Linked DNA regions of Macaca mulatta: region 2 is linked to region 1. Evidence: chromatin contacts called from public Hi-C data. All regions are on one chromosome and are shown on one strand. The core of a region is the stretch at or near the end of the contact, and the rest is flanking DNA. Distances in the headings are between cores, read along the strand shown. Region 1 overlaps APH1B (aph-1 homolog B, gamma-secretase subunit). Region 2 holds the start of LOC144329917.

Region 1 (3,578 bases), core at 459-2,958:
TGGTAAGTTTATAAATTGGCCACAACAGAAGCATGCATAAGAGCACTCTGAAGATCATTTCTTTATTTTATTTTATTTTTTATAGAGACAGGGTCTCGCTGTGTAGCCCAGGCTGGTCTCGAACTCCTGGATGCAAGTGATCCTCCTACCTTGGCCTCCCAAAGTGCTGAGCCACCATGCTCGGCTGAAGATTATTTTCTCTTGAGCAGTATTCTGTTCTTTCATTCAAGGGTTCATTTATCTCCTATTCTGAGGGTAGCATTGTATTCTGCAAGATACAAAGAAAGTATAAGATCACTTTCTCCCTTGAAGCCTTATTTACATATTTGTGATATAAAACAAATATGTAAAATGTTTTAGAATCAGAAGATCATACGATTAAATACTCATGTGAGAGTTCAGACCATCGGTATTCTAGGATTTAAGAATAAGGAGAGATTAGTGATTACCAACCATTGGTAGAGGCAGCTTCTTTAACAAATTGCTGCCTGAAGTGGACTCTGAAGGATGAGTGTAGTTTAGGTTCTACAGAGTGGAAGGTACAAGGGAGGGTGGCGGAGCAAGTATAGTCCTGGTAGAAGATAGAACAAAGTGCCAAGAAAGCAGGAATAATGATAGAGTACTTTGGGAAGGGAAAAAAAAGTCAGAGTGGTAGATCCCACAGGATATTGAATTAAATATTTGCCGAGTTCAGAAAGCAGTTGAAAGTGTTGTGGTTTTTATCTTTTTAAATTCAATTCCTGATGGCTTGTTTACTTATATTTTTCTTATTCTTTTATGCGAATGTCAAAAGGTAAAAATTAGTTGTTTATTTTGGTTGATTTTAGTTCATTGAAAATTTGCTGGGTTTTGTTTAAATAAATTATAGATTTAGAGTATAACCTGATGCAAAGCCTCAGTGGGTATCTGGGTTTGAAGTATCTTATTGGACTTTTCTGATATATTGCCCCCTTTTTTTTTCTTCTTAATTACATATGTGGTTTTATTTTAGAAAAGCCAGTGAGGGTTTGAAGAGTATAAACCCAGGTGAGACAGCGCCCTCTATGCGACTGCTGGCCTATGGTAAGTTAGAAACACATGGTTTCATTAAGGAAAACAAATCAGACTTGGCATAAAAGTCATTTGTATCTTTTGTATCTTTGTAGATTTCAAAAGATTATTGGTATTACTGCCTTGGCCTATTGGTATACAGAATTGCTTATTATCCCCGCCTTCCAGGTTCCTTTTGTAAATGAAAGTGATTACAAGTGACCCTTACCTGTATGTCCATTATATATTAACCAGGTTTGAAAGTTAGATTTTTAATGTGTATGTACCCTAACTAAGATTTTCTAAGTGATGAAACTGTTACTTTCTCCGAATCTTACTTTGGCTGTTCTAGGAGTAGTCTTCATATTAAAGCAGTTAATATCTCTGCATATTATACTTGGAGAATTATGTTTAAGATTGGATCCAGGTTCCCCAGTTGGGCTCAGGAATACATCGTTCCCCTTTACACTCAATTTCGGTTCTAAGCCATCAAACTTGACTCTGAAGGCTCTGTTATCATTAAGTAAAGCCAGAGTTTTGGTGTTGTATCCTCTGTCTCAACTATTTCTTCTGTGCCTTTCTAGACCCTTTTCTCCCCTTTTTCATGACTCTGCTGCATTCAGCCATTCATTGCCTTTCCTCTTCCCCCTTCCCTCTCCGATTTGTCATTTAGCCAAGCACATGCCTTTCCAGAGCCAGCTGTCTGCTGCTTCAGGCAGAACATAAGCACCCTTTCCCCTCCAACACACTTTATATTAACTAGTCCTTGGAAATTTGACTTGAAATCTTGGCAGGAAAAGAGTTAACAGTGTTTTTCTTCCTGTTTAGTTTCTGGCTTGGGCTTTGGAATCATGAGTGGAGTATTTTCCTTTGTGAATACCCTATCTGACTCCTTGGGGCCAGGCACAGTCGGCATTCATGGAGATTCTCCTCAGTTCTTCCTTTATTCAGGTATGTCTCTCATAGCTGTCAACATTCAGGCTTCTAGTCTAAATGATCATTCTTATTGGAGTTCACTGGCTTAGGAATTCCAGTGAATAGGAATTTATGTTATGTCTTTTAAAGGCGAAATACCCTGAGGCACTGTGAAGTAAAAGACTTAATTTGGAAAATAAAAATTTTGGTTAGAGTGTTTTAGAATTTTAGAGTGGAATTTAGCTTGCGTTAAATTTATTTTTATTTTGCTGTACTAACAATGTTGCTGTATAGTTGAAATGTTAGAAGTGGATTTTTAAAGGCCATGTGCTCTTTTTGGTTTTTATGATTTTATGTTATCTTCAGTAGAAGCCCTAATCTGTAATTGTCATTGTGGTGCCTTTTGTGGGAATAGGCAGTATAATGTAATCTTGAAATTGAGAGGAAAAATGGGATAATAGATGATCATTTCATCCAAACGATGCAGCGAAAAGGACCGACTCATTTCAAATTGCTTTTTCATCCACGAGCTAAAAATTGTCATCATGATGCAGTGATCACAAATTTGAGAGTTGGCAGTGTACATAATTAATGTAGATTTCTTCTAAGTTCCACAAGAAGACTCTTTTAAAAATAGGGGGAAAACACCCACTGTATTTTTAGTCATTTCCACAACAGTTACGCCATTGAAATAACTGATTCACATCATGATTTGTACATTCTTTTAATAGCATCTATGCTAAAACTCCTCAGGGAGTTTACCCTGTAATACGGGAATAAGAGAAAAAAAAATGTGAGTAAGCATTCCAGTAACAGTTTAAGGTAATAATAGAAAAGATATAAAGAGGTATGACCGATTTTTTAAAAATTTCTCCAATAGTTTAGAGGCATGCTGAATGTCATAGTGATCCCCAAGCCCAGTGGATGCCCATTCACCGTTCTCAGTAGACCTTTTGTTTCCATTTCAGTTCAGGCCTTGACATCTCCTCTCTGGCTTACCACCATCTGCCCTCAACTGGTTAGTCTTTCCTTAACACACTTTCCATGTGAATCCTGTATGCAACTACCAAACTAATCCTCCCTGTTACAAAAATGGTTTGCCTTTTCAGGACCTACAGGATAAAGTCAAGGCCCTTTAAATCTGGCTGCAAGTTAGAGGACAAGAAAGTGTGTTGGCCGGGCGCGGTGGCTCAAGCCTGTAATCCCAGCACTTTGGGAGGCCGAGATGGGCGGATCACGAGGTCAGGAGATCGAGACCATCCTGGCTAACACGGTGAAACCCCGTCTCTACTAAGAAATACAAAAAATAGCCGGGCGAGGTGGCAGCGCCTGTAGTCCCAGCTACTCGGGAGGCTGAGGCTGGAGAATGGCGTGAACCCGGGAGGCGGAGCTTGCAGTGAGCTGAGATCCGGCCACTGCACTCCAGCCTGGGCTACAGAGCGAGACTCCGTCTCAAAAAAGAAAGTGTGTTAATAGGTCTTACTTACTTAATGATGCTTCCAACATAGCAAATTATCTTTGTTTTGAACATTTCATCATTGGAATACTTCTGGCAAATGTGTTAAGGATTGATTATAGTGAGTGTTAGGTCTTTAAAACAAATGTAATATTAGTAAAGTCTGTTAGAACCAGAT
Region 2 (3,578 bases), core at 641-3,140, 320 kb after region 1:
TGGCGAGGGGCGGGGCGGCGGGGCGGCGGCGGAGCAGGGTGCGAATGGCAGAACATGTCCTGAAATTGTCCCATTCTTACTGTAAGAGAACCGAGCTTAATGCTCCAAACCTGCAGGTGTGAAGTGGACCTCCCAGGCCACTGTACTGATCAAGCAAGGGGCCCTGCTGTCACATAAAAAGCAAAAGGCTCTGCTGGGTCACCCAGTTCGTCCAACCATGTGATCCCAGCTCAAATATTTAAACTCTTGCAACCTCATTTCTCCTTCTGTAAAATGTGCTAAATTTTTCTTATCCGATAAGAGAATGACACAGTGGCACCTGGCACACAGTAGGTACGGAAGAACGTCTACCGAATCTGGTTCTTCTGGCGCTCGGCTCAGGTCGGGAGGAACGGCTGAGGATGGCTGGGCGGGGAGACAGTCCGCTCTTTGTTTTTTCCCTGTATCAGAATTATTCCAAGATTCTTAGAGGAAAAGATCACCCAACACCTTTGAGGCTTAAACAGCTAATCCTTATAACCACCTTGAAGGTAACAATTCCTCCCACTTGACAAATGAGAAAGTGGCGCTCAGCAAGGTTCAGACATCTGTCCTGGGTTTGACAGCAAGTCAGTCACCGGCCAGTCCCTTGAGCTCCCTGGGCCAGTTTCTCCACTTACAAAACTAGGGGTGCAGAGGTTGACGGGGTGACTAACGAAGGCGCATGAACCTGAAGGAGGCCTGGGCTCGGTGTGACACCTGGCTGCGCCCAGCGTATTTTAGTGCCTTACTTCCCACCCCAGGCACAAAGGAGCTGAGCTGGCCCAGCCAGGGGCAGTCACGGAGCTGCAGGGGGTGCTGACGGGGAAAGGGAAACGCTTCCCCAGTCCAGACTCTAGCTCCCTCTGGCTGCGCGGAGCCAAGGCCCCAGCCCATTAGTCGGTCCTTCTGGACTGGGAGCAGGCTGGTCCCGTTTGTTTCCAGGGAAAGCGGGTTATGACTGCCTGTGGAAGGCCCCGTTGCAGGCTCCTCCCAACCCCAGTGGTAGACATTATTCCCCCATGCAGAGCAAACGAAGGCTCTCTGAGTGACTGACACGGCGATAAGCCAAGTCTAACTTGGCTCAAGATCTTTTTTTTGTTGGGAGGGGCTGGTGAGGCTGCAGCAGAGAGTTCCCCCAAGCTTTCTGGGCAAGCCACCTGGGTGGATGTCCCTGATTGTACCTGCTCAGGGCCTGCGTCTAGCTGCCTCCAATCCCTGCCCTTTTCCAGGCTGGTGGCCCAGGGGATGCAGAAACAGCTCTAGTCAACTAAGCTGAACCCGGACTCAATGCTGACGCGTGCCCCCACCGCCTCGAGGGTTGGGATGGGCCTGTCACTAAGCCACCTCCAAGGAAACAAATCCCTCTTCCCACTCACGTCCCGCCGGGACATTCAGGGGCCTCAGGCTTGAAGCTAGACTGGAGCAGTCAGTCGCCACGCACCGCTCCCCTGCGAGGCAGCACATCCAGAGTGAAACAAAGAGACAAGGGCTGTGGCTCCCAGAACCGGCATTCCCTCTGTCCACAGCCGCCCCAGAACTCTGCTGGGCCGGGGTCAGGGCTTCCCACTAGGGCTCCCGAGGCTACGAGCCAAGAACCCACGCAAATGAAGGTACGGTGGGGTGCAGGGGCAGAAAGAACAGGGAAAATGGGTCGGCCAGAAAGTCGACGTGGAACCCTGCCGTGTCATCGCAGCCAAGTGTCTTCACCTCGCAGGGCCCGAGTCCTCCTCGGTAAATGAGTCCACCCAGTCCCCGGGGCGGTTGGGTGGCTTTAACAAGCCAGTGAGCCCCGGGTCACCGCACTCTCCTCACAGGTGCCCCAACCTGGCGTCTGTCACGCTGTCGGGCTGCGGCCACGTCACCGACGACTGCCTGGCCCGCCTGCTGCGCTGCTGCCCACGCCTGCGCGCACTGCGCCTGGAGAACTGCGCGCGCGTCACCAACCGCACGCTGGCGGCCGTGGCGGCGGACGGGCGCGCGCTGCAGACACTGCACGTGGACTTCTGCCGCAACGTGAGCGCGGCCGGCCTGCGCCACCTGCGCGCCGCGTGCCCGCGCCTAGCCCTGCGGGCAGAGCACAGCGCCGCCATGCTGCCCGACCAGCCCCCGCGCCCGCGCGCGCCTGCCGCGGCCCTCGGCAAGCTTCTGCCGCGCTAGACGCCGCCCCGCTGCGGCCCCCGGGGAAGGAGCGCAGCCTCAGACCGTCCTGGCTGCGAACCCAGCTCTTCCACCTTGCAGACCACCACCGCATCTTCTGAGCCTCATTTTCCCTGTCTGCACAGTGGGAATAAGAAAGCCTACCTCACGTTAAGATTTTATACATAGGATAAACCCAAGATTAAATGGATGTTTGGAAAACACTCGGCTGGTTCTCACTCAACACCACCTCCTTTCCCCTCTTGCTTACGCCCCAAGCTTTCTGCTGTGCGCTCCCCACGGCGGCGGGAGGCGCCTGCACCTTTCTCGGGGACTCCGATCGCCGTTGAATCGAAATCACCTCGGTGGGGAGGACCTGACCACTCGGAGTTCGCGGGCTTGCGCGCAGGGGTGACTGGGGCCAGGGCTGCCGCGCGCAGGGGTCTGGAGAGCCTCCGGGCGGAGCGACCCCGCGAGACTCGGTCGGCTCCCGGAGTGCCCTGGGGACGGCCGTCTCCAGGGCCCCCGGTAGTGATCTCGGTAAAGCAGGAGGAGGGGAAGCAGGGGCAGAAAGAGCCACCGAGCCGCTCCTCTTTGAGGTTTTGCCCGCACGCGCGGCTGCCTGCCCACCTTTCTTGGGGCGGATGCGCTCCCGGAGTGACCGCTCTCGGGATTGTAGAAAATTCGCTCCCAATTGTTGAATGCTTACATAAACTGCATAGTTATCCATATTTTCTACTGTTCTCATATCATAAGAGAAAAATAAATGATTTGGAAGAAAAAAAAAAAGCCTCAAACACTTAAAAGCAAAATCAGCAGCCCTGGCTAAGCTTTTGATAATGGGACTATTATAAGCTGATGACAAGCTAGATTTTTCACCTGTTGGATTTGCTGGACGTGAACACAAGCCTGGGCTTCCAATTTCAATTTCAGGGCTGTAGTCACTGATGCGTCACATTTAGTGAAGGCTCTCGGCCTCCCCGCAGCCGCCTGGTCCTGGGTCACTGGGGAGGATTCTGGGTGGGTGGAAGAGGCGAGGAGCACTATGGGCGCTGCTCACACTCCGGCTCCACCCAGCACCAGCTGCGATAAAGCCCTTCACCCATCCAAGGCCAGGTGTTTCTTTGTGTGAAAGAGGAGCTTGATCCCTACTCACAGGTTCCTGAATTCATTGCTTAAATAGGGAAACAGCAAGGAAAAAGACAACTTCTGTTCTCATGAAGCTTACCTTCTAGTGGGGGAAGAGACAACAGGTAACTGGTATATACGAAGGTAGAAAGGGCCGGATGCGGTTGCTCAACGCCTGTAATCCCAGCACTTTGGAAGGCCGAGACGGTGGATCACGAAGTCAGGAGATTGAGACCATCCTGGCTAACACGGTGAAACCCCGTCTCTACTAAAAAATTACAAAAAATTAGCCG

Evidence for each region. Hi-C and Micro-C count contacts between places; a contact is called where the count stands out from the background.
Region 2: a Hi-C map of fetal cortex germinal zone shows a contact between it and region 1, with 4 times the contacts expected there. The contact joins the promoter of LOC144329917 here to the enhancer-like site in region 1. A contact is called at or near these places in 2 of 14 Hi-C or Micro-C datasets (fetal cortex germinal zone and liver).

Annotation. Positions count from the first base shown.
Region 1 is chr7:40,619,758-40,623,335 of T2T-MMU8v2.0, forward strand. APH1B (aph-1 homolog B, gamma-secretase subunit) reads left to right here. Exons shown (of 6, transcript XM_001105067.5): 3 at 992-1,062; 4 at 1,858-1,980. Among named protein-coding and RNA genes, the nearest start is that of APH1B, 10 kb to the left of the region's middle. Within about 2 kb of position 1,709, at least 8 of the 40 cell types and tissues checked have an H3K27ac peak or open chromatin away from gene starts, as enhancers often do. A contact at or near this core is called in fetal cortex germinal zone, where this site is marked.
Region 2 is chr7:40,936,879-40,940,456 of T2T-MMU8v2.0, forward strand. It overlaps LOC144329917, which reads right to left and starts at 1,891. Exons shown (of 5, transcript XR_013395656.1): 1 at 1,398-1,891; 2 at 320-440. It overlaps LOC706086 (F-box and leucine-rich protein 22), which reads left to right. Exons shown (of 2, transcript XM_001106074.5): 2 at 1,836-2,946. The coding sequence ends at 2,178. It also overlaps the pseudogene LOC106999197.